3 separate regions of the Sus scrofa genome follow, and regions 2 and 3 are each linked to region 1. Evidence: chromatin contacts called from public Hi-C and promoter capture Hi-C data. All regions are on one chromosome and are shown on one strand. Each heading gives the region's core, a stretch centred on a gene start, on an enhancer-like site or on the middle of the called end of the contact. The rest is flanking DNA. Distances are from core to core; before and after follow the strand shown. Region 1 overlaps RALGPS1 (ras-specific guanine nucleotide-releasing factor RalGPS1). Region 2 holds the start of ZNF79 (zinc finger protein 79). Region 3 holds the start of SLC2A8 (solute carrier family 2, facilitated glucose transporter member 8).

Region 1 (4,549 bases), core at 1,053-3,552:
AACTAAGAGGGTAACTCAGATCCTGAGGCATGCCTTCAAGAAATAAAATAAGGTGGAAAACGGTATTTCCCAGAGTGGCCAAGGAAGGACTCTCTGAAGATGCAATATTTGAGCCGAAGCCCTAGGAAGGAGGCTGCCATAAAAACCGGCAGGAGTGTCTCTATAGAAACCACAGCAAGTGCAAAGGCCCTGAGAGGCACAGGAGTTTAACAGGTCTGTGATGGGGAAAGCCGGCCGCACTGGAGCTTAGTCAGTGGGAGGCAGTGGGCAGACAGGCTGCCCACAGAGCGCAAAGGGCCGTGCAGGCCGTGGGGGAGCGGGGTTTTACCTGGAATGCCCAGGAATGGGTTCTGAGCGGGGGACTGTCAGGACCAATCTCACTGTTTTTGAAGATCATGGCGACTGCTGTGCAGAGAACTAGATGCCAGGGCCAAAAATGGGAGCTGTGAAGCCAGCTGGGGGTAAGAGATGGTGGCGGCCCAGACTGCTGACCATGGCGGCCAGGAGGGGGCGGGGGACAGAGGTGGACTTGGGAAGGGTTTTGGAGTTGAAACAGAAGACTTGCTGATGGGCTGACTGCACCTGAGGGGAGAAGAGAAGAGAAGAGCCCAGGATGAATGCCTTCTACGTGTGGGGCTGTTATGAATGGGTAGATGGAGGCCCAACCGCCTTGTTGCTCGGCAGTCCATTCATTTGTTGGCTCAACATCCACCCACTGAGACCTGGAGGACCAATTGTGGGGACCCAGAGTCCTGCCTTCCAGGGTCAAGCAGTGTAGCAGGGGAATGGGATGCTCACAGGACATATGGCAGATCAGATCACAGATTCACCCTGGATCATAGCGTCAAAGACATCACCGAGCAGAGCCGTTGAGCTGGGTCTTAAAAGGACAAGTGGGAATGTTTCAAGGCGAGGGTGGGCAGCAGGCACTCTGAGCTTGTGCAGAAGCCAGAGGCACAGGAGGATGCCAGCAGGCCGGGAGACAGGGAGTGGGCTCCCCCCCTCACCTGGCCGTACCCTAGACCAATACGGTTGCTCGTAAGCCAGGCAGGGCTTCCCAAGGAGGTAGCTTTAACAGATGGCCCTGACACTACAGCCAGAGAACAAATGGCCTCCTGATCGTTCCCTCATCCATTCAGCAAACTGGGCAACCCTTTTCCCAAGGCCTGTTCTGTGCAGAGGAATCAGGCCAGCCCTCGGCCTCAGGTAGCTCACACACAGGCTGACCCCCAGTGCCGTCATGACAATCTATCCTTCAGTCTCTGGCTAAGGACTTACGTGTATTTATTAAAAAAAAAAAAAAAAAAAGAAAGAAAGAAAAAAGAAAAAAGAAAATACTTACAGATGAGAAAACTGAGGCTCAGAGAGAGAAACTACACTGTGAGTCAGGGATACGTTTTCACACACCTGCCCGACTGTGGCCCCTGCCAGACAGGAGGCCGTCTGGCAAAAAGGGAAGGGTCTGTCCCACACCAAAATCCTATCACTCCACCCTCCCTCTGCCTCTCTCACCTCTTACACACACACACACACATTCGTGCCAACGCCTCCTTGGAAACCAAAACACTGCAGGAGAAAAGGCGATTCTCATGATGTAACTTTGCAGGAACGTGGCGGTTGTGTCAGAACCACAGAACAATCCCACGTCTCCTGCTGCTGTGTGACAGACTCCAGTCTCGTATGTGTGGGCCCCTGAAGAGGGGAAGGAAAGTCCCATGTGTGATGTTGGTTTCCTTCCAGACTTCGAGAATTCTCCTTCAACGTTTCAAGTTCAGGAAACCAAGAAAATAACAGGAGACAGTCTGGGGCAAACCACTTTTTCCTAAGCTTATGGAGGTTGTTTCAAAGAAAATACACACATCCAGGAATGTTCAATTACAAGAGAGTCAAGTCTTCCAAATGTCTTCAGGCAAATCCAAAGACGGGGCCGAGCCTGTGCCCTCACGAGGGGCTCACTGCTCTCCACGGGCTCGCTCAGAGCTGCTCCACCTTTCTGCATCCAAACAGAACGAAACCAGAGGGTTTCTGCCCACAACCAATTGTTCACTCCCCGCCAGTAAATGTACGTGTGTGTGTGTGTATGTGTGTGCGCGCGCCACAGCCAGGGCTTGTCCGTTTGGTTCTGCTGTCTTTCCCCAGGGTCACCATCACTCTGGAGCTGGACCACCTGCCAGGAGCTCAGGAGGGGCCCCCTCGAGCAGGCTGGCGGGGCTGCTATGGCCACCTCCTCCAGACCCTCCCCACACCGGCCCCTCCTCCTGGCAAGCGGCAGCCTCTGGCGGCTTTTGAGGCCAGACCCTGGCCACGTGAGCACACGCTAGACCTGAAATGCCATCCCTCAGCACCGCGCTTACCCGCACCGCCTTCCCCACTCCTTGCAAGCCACCCCACCAGACGGGCAACATCCAACATCTCCCCTCCCCACGGAGGGACAGATAATGGGCTGGGCGGGCTGGACAGCTGAGGAGGCACCACTGAGGCCCCCCCACAGTGGCTGCGCCCCCGTCTGGGAGAGAAAGCAGTGGTGCTGGGAAAGAGGGCTGGGTCTAGAGACTGAGGGTCTGCAGATGGATTAAAAAGAGAGAAAGCTTGTGAGACTGAGCAGACTTGGAGCAAAGGAGGGGCACCTCCCTGGCGATGGGAAGCACCTACATCTATGGAGCTGAAGCAGGGCTGGCACAGACCGCAGCCATCCACAGCATCCAGGTGACAGGCGCTGACCCAGCACCCCTGCGACTCCCGTGCTGTGCGGAGGCTGGGGAGGCAGAAACCAGCAAGGCCCACTGTCCTCAGAAAGCCCAACCGAGGAGGGCTTCCTGGATTTTTCATTTAAAAGCAATACATGCACATGCTAAAATTACATAAACTTAATTATCAGGTATAAAACAAAAAAAGGAAACTCCCTGGGAGATCCCACTGTGTCTCAGGAGTAAAGAACCTGACTAGTACCCATGAGGATGTGGGTTCAATCCCTGGGCTTGTTCAGTGGGTTAAGGATCTGGCATTGCTGTGACTGTGGAGTAGGACAGCAGCTGATTCAACCCCTAGCCTGGGAACTTCCATATGCCACGGGTGTGGCCCTAAAAAGACAAAAAAAAAAAAAAAAAAGGAAAGTCCCACAAGCCCTAGTCCCTGTCCCCAAGGTTACAAGTTCACATAGTACAGGGCAGCATTTGCGCACACAGACACCTCTGAACAGATATGAGGGTGTGTGTGTCTATTATGTACACACACACACACACACACACACACACACACATCTGAATGTATATTAGAGATCTTCCTTTTCAACACTAAAAACAAGTTAAGGAAGTTCCCTCCTGGTGTTGTCACTGTAGCAGCTCAGGTCACTGCTGTGGTGGGAGTTCGATCCCTAGCCTAGGAACTTGCACATGCCACGGACATGGCCAGAAAAATAAAATAAAAGCAAGTTAGGTATTAAAAAAAAAAAGGAGTTTTAACTGCAATATTCAATAAATGTAAACCAATTTTTTAAAAAAAATTTAGTTCTCTTTTTGATATCTGTTGATTGAGATATCAAAGGCAAAAGCTATTGTAAACTACCAACATTATTAAGTGAATGCAACAATCCCAGCCGTCTTTACGTCCATGTGGAAACAGTGAGAGGGACTCATAGCACAGTTTCTTCAGTCTGACAGCACTCAGGCTATGCCTCGGTGGTGGTGGGGGAGCTTAGGACAGCTGTGGTTCAACACCCCCACCCCTCAGCGGCTCACAGGCTGCGACCGCAGGCCTGGCGCTAAGAACAGGACAGCTGAGGGGCAGTCTCTGAGGCAGAAGGAGCAGGCACCTTTGGAGAACAGATAAATCAGGATTTGAGGTCTCACCTATCACTGACTTTGTGCCCTGGGCGAGTTGCTTGACCTGGCCAAGCCCCGCTTCTCCCCCCGTAAAATAGGAGAACGGCGGCACCAATGGTACAGAGGGCGGAAGGGTTCACAGGGTGGCTGGCACGGTGTGTCGTTAAGGGTAGCTGCCATCTGTGTCAACACCCCTCGCCGCCACTTTCACCCTCCCTGGGGCAGGGGAGAGCAAGGGCCAGGCTCTCTCCGCAGGAGCCCCCAAGAAACCGACTTTAAGGTTCAGGCAATAGGAGCAACATGGATGCAAAATATCCCTTTCTCCGAACACGAGGATCACGTTCTCAAGAGAAAATCCATCCTCTGGCTGGCAGGTGGGTTCGTTTCAGACTTGCCATGAAAAGGCCGGCTGGAGCCTCCCTCCCTCACCCATGATGTGTAATTACTCTTGAAACCAGTGGCTCCTCCCTTCCAACACAAGCCTGCAGAAAACAGGGGAGGGGAGGAAGCCCCCCTGCAGCCACTTTTCCTTAGGGAGGGGAGGCAGCTCTTAGGAGAACAGGAGGCCCAGGGATACTCACGGGGGAGGGCTTGAAGGGATCAGGTGGTCTCCCCGGGACATCCCACAGCACCCACAGCTCTGCGGGCATCCAGACGGGTGCCCTCCGCTCAGGAAGCCTGGGTGGTGGCACATCCCTTTTTGCACAATAGGGACCCGAGGAGCCAGG
Region 2 (4,549 bases), core at 1,346-3,845, 420 kb before region 1:
AAAACACACCAAAGAAAAATGAATAACCCAACCTAAAAATGGGCAATGGACTTGAATAGGTATTTCTCTAAGTAAGATGCAAACAGCCAATAAGTATATAAAAAGCAGCTCAACATCATTAGTCATCAGAGAAATGCCTACCAACCATTATGACATACTGCTTCAAACTAAGATGGCTAAAATAAGAAAGATGGAGAAAAACAAGTGTTGATTAGGATGCTGAGAAACTGAAGCCCTCATACATTGATTGCTACTGGGAATGTAAAACAGTGAAGCCACAGTAGAAAACAGTCTAGCAGTTCCTCAGAAAGTTAGTTACCAAAGTTTCCGGAGTAATACAGTAATTTCTCTCTTTGGCAAATACATTAGAGAAATGAAAACACGGCCACACAAAAACTTGTGCATGCATGTTCACAGCATTATCCATAATAGCTCAAATTGGAAACCACCTAAATGTCCATCAAGTGAGGAACCGATAAATAAAACATGGTGTAATCTATGCAATGGAATATTATTCAGCCAAAAAAAGGAAAAAAAAACCACTTCATGTTACAATCTGGATGATCCTTGAAACATCATGCTTAATGAAAGAAGCCAGATACATATATTGTATGATTCTATTTTCATGAAATGTCCAGAATAGGCAAATTCACAGGGACAGAAAGTAGATTAATGGTTGCCAGGGACAAGGGAGAAGGCAGAATGGGGAGTAGAAGTACCAGCTTCTTTTGGGGGTGATGAAAATGTTCTGGAATTAAATAGTGGTGATGGTTGCTTAACTTTGCGAATATACTAAAAGCCACTCAGAGTTCCTGCTGTTGTGTAGCGGGTTAAAGATCTGGCGTTGTCTCTATGGCAGCACAGGTTCGATCTCTGGCCTGGGAACTTCCACATGTCACTGGTATAGCCAAAAAGAAAAAAAAGAAAAAGACCTGCTGAATTGTATACTTTATTTTTTAATACCACACCCGGGGCACATGGAAGCTCCCAGGCCAGGGGTTGAACTGGAGCTGTAGCTGCTGGCCTACACCACAGCCAGGCCAAATCTGAGCCTCATCTGTGACCTAGGCCACAGTTTGGGGCAACAGCAGATCCTTAATCCACTGAGCAAGGTCAGGGATTGAACCTGTATCCTCATGGAGAGACACTGCGTCAGGTTCTTAACCCACTGAGCCACAACGGGAACTCCTGAATTGTATACTATAAAAGTGAACATTATGGATGTAAATTATATCTCAACTCAAAAAAATAGCAGAGGTAAAGCAGTCCTCAGAAATAGCTCAAAAAAAGTAAAGAGGTCCAAATACTGGTTTTAGTACAGACTTCATGTTACTGAGTTGTGTCTATCTGTACCTATCCACTGTGCTTATCTCCCTCTTTGGTAGTACGGGGAGACAGGTAACCCTCCTGCTTGTGTTCCCAGGTCTCTCAGGAAAGACAGCGTGAAATACTGGGTGTGAAATTGCACTGGAATGACAGAACAATTCAGGGACCCTTTGGTCTAGGGGAAGACGGCATTGCCTCAGTGGTTAAATTACATACACAACAGTTCTGTTCAGTAAAGCGTTCAAGGTGCTTTCAAAAATGTTATTTTATTTGATGCTTACAGTTCTTAGAGGTGAAGGAGGTAGTTAATGTTATTTTACCTTTTTCCTCCATGAAGAAACACAGGTCAAGAGACCCAGCTGATACCTTACAGCTTAAACAGGAATCCCAGCCTTCTGATTCTAAATACAGAGTATCCTCCACGGTTTCACAATCCAAATGGGTTGAACCCACCCTCAGTATCAGGTGAAGCCAATAGGCTCCCATTCCGAGCATCCCTGGCTACTTCAAGAGGGATGGAAATTCAGAAGCAATAGAGAGGCCCTGGGTACGTCCCATTGTCCTTCCTAGAGTCTATTTCTCTCTACTTTGCGATGCCATGGGTCCATCAACAGATCGGAGTAAAGGACAGGATACTCAGAGATGATCCAAGGCTGAGCTCCTCAAACTTTTTCGACCCTGGAATTCTTTATTCAAAAAAGGATCGTCCCCAACCACCTGTGGAAAGGATAACTACCAAGTTCTGATCCGGGCCACGCAGCTGTGTTAGTGGGCAAGCTGGAAGCCACAAACCGCTCCACCACTCCTTCTCACCTTCCTCCAGCATCTGGGTCCCACCTCGCGCCACCGCCTCCCAGCAGTTCTCTGAGCGTCAGCGTCGCTTCACTGCAGCCCCAACCCCGCTCTGGGCTCTTCTCTCAGGCTTCTCCCCTCACAGGCCAGGTCTGAGCCTGTGATGCTGAGCAAGGTCGGACCTTTCCAGCCGGGTCTCTCACTGTCGACTGGATCTCAAGCACATCACAGCATGAAAAAGCTGCCGCTGGGTACGCGCGAGAGAGTGCCCCCGGCTTCAGCGCGCTCAGAAAACTGCGGTCGCGGGCCTGGCTCTCGCGCCAAAGGGGGCGCGCTTGAATAGCGCCACTTCCGGTCATGCGCATAGGCCTCCCTGCCCCACCGGACTTCATTTCCCAGGAATCTCTGGGTTCCGTTTTTGGCCAAAACGTTTTTTTTTCCTCTCTCGGTTCCCGCACACCATCGTGCACCGTATTTCCCAGAGAGGCTTCCGCCTGTTCTTACTCCCAGACTCTATTTCCCATCATACTTTGGTCCACATGCCTTTCGGGTCCACTGAACCAATGGTCGGGGTCCTCTGAAACAACACGCGAATTAGCCGCGAAGGATCCTGGGAGCGGTGCTTTTAGCGCAGGCGCAGACAGACGCTAGCGCTAGTCGCCTGACTTTCCCTCAGTGATTTGTGGTCCGCGGAGCTGTGGCTTGCTGAGGTTCTCTCCCTTGTTCTTCAGCTCAGGGCTCAAACCCAGCCACCTCCCCACCTCCACGGTCCTCTTGATCCCCGCTGAGAGTTTAGGACGAGTAAAGGAAGTGGGGGCCCCTTGGTGTGAAGCAGTCTTGGAATGCTCAAAGTATAAAAACCTATCAGCAGGAAGGAGCTGTCTTCAGTAATTTCAGGGGCAGAAACACACTTTAATAGTGTTCGATCAGAACTCTTGCGAGAGGAGATAACGAATATTCTGTCTTTGGAGGCTTCTTTCCTGCACCAGGGGATATTTTAGTGGACTTCCTCAGATCATTGATGAAATTGCCCCATAAGCCTGTTGACAGTTCTTCACTAATCAATGTTCTGAAGACCGGTTTAGTTTTTTAGAGGCATTTTGACGTTAAGGAGATAAGAATGTGTTACCTGGGAAGCAGAAATGAGTTTGGGGGCCCTAGGCCTCGTCTTTTTGTACTGCCTCTGTCCTTTTCAGTTAGAGCTGGTAGTGTTTTTGCCAATATAATTGTAGGTTTGTGGGTAGGTCTTCTATGAATCTTAGGGGGATTCACCCCATTAGGCAGGCCGCACCCACAGATCTGTTTGGGATAAGCCCTTCTCTACTTTGGGCTTGTGTAATTTGGGGCTTACAACTTTAGAGGTCAGAAATCTGAGATGGATGTCATTGGGCTAAAATCAAGGTGTGTGCTGGGCTACCTTCCTCCTAGAGGGAGAATCTGTTTCCTTGCTTTTTCCAGCTTCTGGAGGCTTCCTGCATTCCTTAGTTAGAGGCCTCTTCCAGCTGTGTTCTGCCCGCACCCCAGGCCCAGCAGGTGCTAAGCGCATAGTGACCATTAGGAGGTACCAGGGGAGTTTCCCGCCTTAGTCTTGTGAACCCACCCATTGCCACTGGGAGGCAGCAGAGAGATTCATGCTTCAGCTGATGCAATTCTCCCTCATGGACACTAGGTGGCGTTAGGAAATGCCTTGCCTCAAGTTCTCAGAAGCCAGGATTCTCCTGGACGTTAGCTGTTCTTGGGAGTGGAAGATAGGGTGGATGTCGGCCGGCAGGGCACATTTTTATCCTCGGCTGGGTAAAGCACAGTTTCTGCTGCACCGGTCCTCTGGGAATGTTTCATCCTGCCCCACTTCGTCCTACGCCTGATGGTGGCCGGCGGGGCTTCTAGGGTAAATACGGGACTGCCAGATGGGGCTGGCTCTTGGTCGCTGAAGCATCTGTTGCTCTGATGGGAAGCCCCCACGAGCATGTAAGGGGACCTCTGAAGACTGTGTGTCCGCGGTCCTTGGTATCTATAAGTAGGTGCTGGTAGCAGTCAGAGGTTGGTATGGGTAGGAGTTGCTGATGCAACAGTTTCAAATATCCCCTTATGGAGCACCCGTCCAGCCTCACTCCAGCCTTGAATGCAGCTCCCCACCTCCACCGCAGCCTCTCACCCTCAGTTGCACAGCCTTCCCACCATCGCGGCTACGGTGATTGGGCACTTATTCAGTACTAGTCTCAGATCTAAGTGCTTTACATAATCAGCTCCTTTCATCCTCAAAACAACCCCATGAGGAAGACAGCATCGTTAAGGCCACTTTACAGGTGAGTAAACTGAGGCTTGGGGAGGTTAAGTGACTTGTCCCGGTCACACAGACAGTGCGTAGTACAGTCAGGATTTGAACCATACCCACTGGTTCTGACCCACTGTGCTGCACTGGCTCCCAGCC
Region 3 (4,549 bases), core at 1,171-3,670, 410 kb before region 1:
GCCATTCAGAGCTGAGGAGAGCCGTCCCCATGCCTCCCTGCCTCCCAAGGGATCTGCAGCAGGCGATGAAAAGGTATACACGAGGCTGCTGGAGGCTGCTGTGTGTAAGGGTGGAGGTGGCAGCACAGGGCTTCTCAAACTTTCATGGAGTTGTATGCCTGCCCTTAACAAAAGGCAGATTCTGATGCAGCTGGTGTGCAGGGGAGCCCAGGAGTCTGCCTTTCTAACTAGCTCCAGGTGACACCCAGTGACTGCCACGACTTCCTCTGGGCTCAGGAGCCAGAAAGCCCTTGCCCACACTTCTAGGTTATTCCATTCTTTATGCCCATGACTAGGACAGGTGTGTTTTTGCCCAGTAAAAAGCAAAACAACAACAGCAACAACAACAAAAATGTAAATGGAGTTCCCGTCGTGGCTCAGTGGTTAATGGATCCGACTAGGAACCATGAGGTTGCGGGTTTGATCCCTGGCCTTGCTCAGTGGGTTAAGGATCCAGCGTTGCCATGAGCTGTGGTGTAGGTTGCAGACTCGGCTTGGATCCTGCACTGCTGTGGCTGTGATGTAGGCTGGTGGCTACAGCTCTGATTAGACCCCTAGCCTGGGAACCTCCATATGCCATGGGAAGCGGCCCTAGAAAGGGCAAAAAGACAAAAAACAAGCAAATAGACAAACCAAAAACCAAAAAACAAACAAACAAAACAAATGTAAAATCCAACCTAGCTGCTCCCTGTTGCCCAGCAAATGCAGGTGAAATGAGTGGAGGATGCAAAGGGCTGGACTCTGAGCTACTGCTTTCAATCTTGACCAGGTTAGGGTGGGTGGTTGATCATCCAAGCCCACAACCAGCAGGTCACCCAGCAATCCCATTCTCCAGGGTCCAAGTCCTTCCACAGGCCATGCCAGGGCCAGGGCTGTGTGTGCAGGGTCTCACTGAATCCTCACAAGCACAGCACGAGGTAATGCCACATTCCCATTCTACAGGTGTAGAGAGGTGTTATGCCCTGGTAAGTGGCACACCAAGATTTCACCCAGACGTGCACAGCTCCAAAGGCAGCCTGGGCAGTGCTGGGTCAGGAGGTGGTGTGAGAGAAGCAGGGGAAGTGGCTGGAGGACCAGATGGTGAGCAGTGAAGGGGAGCAGCAGGTCCCAGCAGCCTTTGTCCCTGGGGACAAACCAGAACAGGATTTTCCTGCTGAACTGCAGTCAGCGGGTCGGCGTGACACTGAGGGATGAATCTAAGCCATACTGTGAGACTTATGTGACCATCCACAGATGCCGCCTTATTTGTAAAGCAAAAGAGAGGCCCGGTTAAGTGGCACGGTTCTGGGTTCGAGTAATAGCTTCACTGCTGACTAGCTGTGCCTAAATAAAGGCCTTCATGTTTCTTAAGCTCACTTCATTTGCAAAGGAAGACAGTAACTGCAGCTCTTTCCAAGGCCCGTTGGGTTGTAAGGAGGGAAGGGGCAAGGTGCCAGGCACCTAGGAGGCGGCAGCTCCGGGAGAACCAGGCCCCCGGGTCTGCTTCTTCTCCTGGAGCCCAGGGGTCCAGGCTGGGACACACACTCACCGGAGCCACTAGTGAGGCAACGCCGCAGGCCAGGCCGGTGAGGAGGCGGCCTCCGAGCAGCATCCACACGTTCTGAGCCGCGGTGATGATGGCAAAGCCGGCCACGAAGGGCACGGTGCAGAGCAGGAGGCTCAGCTTGCGCCCGGCACGATCCACGAGCCAGCCGCCCAGCACGCCCCCCACAGCGGCGCCCAAGGTCACGATGGCCTGCGGGCGGGGGCGACCACCGGCTCAGGAGCGGGCACCGAGGGCCGCGGCCCAACCTCGCCTTCCACCCCACCCTCAGCGGCCTCGAAGGAAGGGGATGGGCGGTCCCTGGCAGCGGAGCCGGGATGTGCTGGGCAGAAGATGCCAGTAGCCGCCAAAGCCAGACAGGGGGAAGGTCCGGCTCCCGTTTTCTCGGTGGGCGGAGGAGGGTCCCGGGAGGGCTGGGGAGTGAACCCAAAGCCTCACCCCGAACCAGGAGGTGGCGTCGTTGTCGAGGCGTGGGGCTGGGGGCGCGGCCCGCCGCAGGCTCGGGATAGCTGGGGAGCTGTAGCCGAGAACGAAGCCGAAGCTGAGCGGGCCCAGGGCAGCGGCGAAGGCGGCAAGGAAGACGCGGCGGCTGCGAGGAGCGCTGCGGGGACAGGGAGGTGGTTGAGCGACCGGTCCTCGGCGCAGAGGAAGGGGCGAAGCCGCGCTCCCGGGCCCGGCTCCCCCAGCCCGCTCACCTCTCGCCCAGCGGCCGCAAGAGCGGCTGGGAGTCCTCTGGGAACTCAGGCGTCATGTCCGCAACCAACGCTTACCAGGTCCGCTCAGACGCCTGAACTGCCGCGGAATCCGCGAGTGCTGCCGGCACCGGCCTGTCTGGCCAGAGGCAGCCAATGGACAGTCGGGGGAGGCCCTGGGGCGGGGTCCGAGCGGCCGCAGATGTGGAGGCAGCCAATGGGAACGCAAGGCGGGGTTCGCGTCTTCTCTAGAAGCCGCCCCTCAAGTCAAAGCAGACCAATGGAAGCAAAGAACCGGTAGGTGACGCACACTGGAGCCGCCCCTAGGACAGAGTTATCCAATGTATAGGTGGGGCGGGGTTTGTGTTAGGGCCGGAGCACATAACCATCCAATAGGAGTGTGATGCGAGCCTGGAGGTGGGGTCATATAAGTTGCTCCAAACGGAACAGGCCAATGAGGATGGAAGGAGGGGAGTACACTGGCGCCTGGCGCCGCCTCTCAATCTAGCTTCAACCAATGAGGCTAGGAGCCGGACGAAGGCGGAGCACGTGGGATGTCCCCAGCACTTCCCGCCCCTACCTTGGGCCGCTGCAACTGTCCTCGGGTCAGGTCTGCGGTTCCTGCTCGGCGTTAACCGCTTTACTGGGGCCTGGCACTCCCCACTGAGAGCCACAGGGTGGAAGATCTCCTAACAAGCGACCTGGGCAGCCATCCTCTCGGATGCCGACCCTGGTCCGGCCCTCCAGCTCCGTTGCTGGGCTGGAGGCTTGACCTTGGGAGCCGCAGCCCACTTCAGTGCTCCTCACGACTCTGGGTTCCCAAGGGGCTCACGGCTACGGAGCCGACGACGACCAGGACTTTCAGGGTGCGGAGGACCTGTGTTGGGCGGAGTCCCCCATGCCATATAGGTGTGACTGATCTGGGCTTAAATGGTGAGCTCCACGCTCCCTGTTAAATTTCTCTCCACAGGTAGTCCTGATTGGAATCATGTCAATACCTTCCAACGTTAAGTCCGCTGTTAATAGCCAACCTCTCTACCTGTGTACACCCACATCACTGCTGGAGGTGAGGATGATGAAGTCAGGGCTCTGTAGAATCTTGCCATTTGTGTGCAACACTCTCAGGGTGCAGGCAGCTGTGGTGGAATGCTGTGTAATTCTGGCAAGAACCAGGGCTAAGAAAGCAAGAGGCTTAGCTTCTATTCCCTCTCTGGGCTTCTGTTTCCTCACCTCTAAGTGGAGATGACAGTATCTATCTTGCAGGAGGGTTTTGAGTAGGAGCAATGTAAGAAGACCAAGCACATGCAAGGTGCTCGAACGCTAGCTGGTGTCATTAGATGGTTGTTTGACCTGCAGTCACCTGATTGTACTATCTCTCAAGACTTAGGCAACCTCGCCTCTGTGTTTCCTCAGCATCCTGTGCTCCAGTCATAAATTCTTATCATAGCACTTATCACTGCTTGCGATCTCCTGTTTAGTTCTCTCCCTCCCCTACTCCCAGACAGTGGGAACTTGGTGTTTGCAGAGGGGATGGATGCCTCAGACTTCAATGGCAAACTGCTGCAATTAGATGGTTTACTCTGCAATTCAGCCTGTGGGGTACGCAGAGAGGTTTCTCTAGACAGGGTGATTCAGTGAGCCCAGCTACAGCCAGCCCGCCCGCTGAGCCACAGACCCCTGCAAATCTGCTCCTGCCCTCTGGCTGGTCATCGCCTTCCCCATGAGTGTGCAGTGTTCACTTGGCCTTCGTAGAAGCAGACAGTGCTGCTAGAACTGCCTCCTGCTCCTTTTTGTAAGTGACGCTCTGATGCATGCAGTCAGTCTTTTTGGAAGAATGGTCTAAACAGCCCTTGGTTTTTCTACTCCAGGCTGAGAAGCAAGAAACTTCAGGGCGGGGGGAGGGGGGAGAGACAACAGGAAAAACACATACAAGCTCATGAAGCTTACAAATTATTTTAACATAAAAAAACACCAGCCGGCTCCAACTGACACAGGGTGGACAGGGGAGAGAGCACAGCTCTGGAGTCAGAGAACTCAGGTTCAAATCACTGCCTTTTTCTGAGCCTCAGTTTCCTTATTTGAAAAATAAGAATAATAAAACCTGATTCACAAAACTCGGGGGAGGTCAAGATAGAGTATGTAGTTGATCTTGTGTTTCCAGCCTCCATGTGAAAGGGGCGTAACATGGGAGAAGGGGAACGCTGAGCGCTGCAAAGATGATGAGGACACTCCTTCTGTCACGGACACCCCAACTGGGCACCCCAGAAAGCACTGT

The links. Promoter capture Hi-C pulls out the DNA fragments that hold promoters and counts their contacts. A called contact is a pair of places that touch in the nucleus more often than the background predicts.
Region 2: a contact with region 1 is called in a Hi-C map of mesenteric adipose tissue, with 2.6 times the contacts expected there. The contact joins the promoter of ZNF79 here to the enhancer-like site in region 1. A contact is called at or near these places in 16 of 47 Hi-C or Micro-C datasets (alveolar macrophages, brain, embryonic fibroblasts and 10 more) and 1 of 2 datasets of contacts at active chromatin or transcription factors (skeletal muscle).
Region 3: a promoter capture Hi-C map of fetal skeletal muscle shows a contact between it and region 1, with 8 times the contacts expected there. The contact joins the promoter of SLC2A8 here to the enhancer-like site in region 1. A contact is called at or near these places in 1 of 5 promoter capture datasets (fetal skeletal muscle) and 6 of 47 Hi-C or Micro-C datasets (alveolar macrophages, brain, embryonic fibroblasts and 3 more).

What each region holds. Positions count from the first base shown.
Region 1 is chr1:267,514,849-267,519,397 of Sscrofa11.1, reverse strand. The region is part of intron 1 of RALGPS1 (ras-specific guanine nucleotide-releasing factor RalGPS1); the gene reads right to left. Among named protein-coding and RNA genes, the nearest start is that of RALGPS1, 80 kb to the right of the region's middle. Within about 2 kb of position 2,302, at least 16 of the 83 cell types and tissues checked have an H3K27ac peak or open chromatin away from gene starts, as enhancers often do. A contact at or near this core is called in embryonic fibroblasts, fetal skeletal muscle, mesenteric adipose tissue and 2 more, where this site is marked.
Region 2 is chr1:267,939,999-267,944,547 of Sscrofa11.1, reverse strand. ZNF79 (zinc finger protein 79) reads right to left here and starts at 2,595. Exons shown (of 5, transcript XM_003480610.4): 1 at 2,140-2,595. The coding sequence starts at 2,152.
Region 3 is chr1:267,923,055-267,927,603 of Sscrofa11.1, reverse strand. SLC2A8 (solute carrier family 2, facilitated glucose transporter member 8) reads right to left here and starts at 2,420. Exons shown (of 9, transcript XM_005660438.3): 1 at 2,278-2,420; 2 at 2,021-2,183; 3 at 1,568-1,774. The coding sequence starts at 2,333.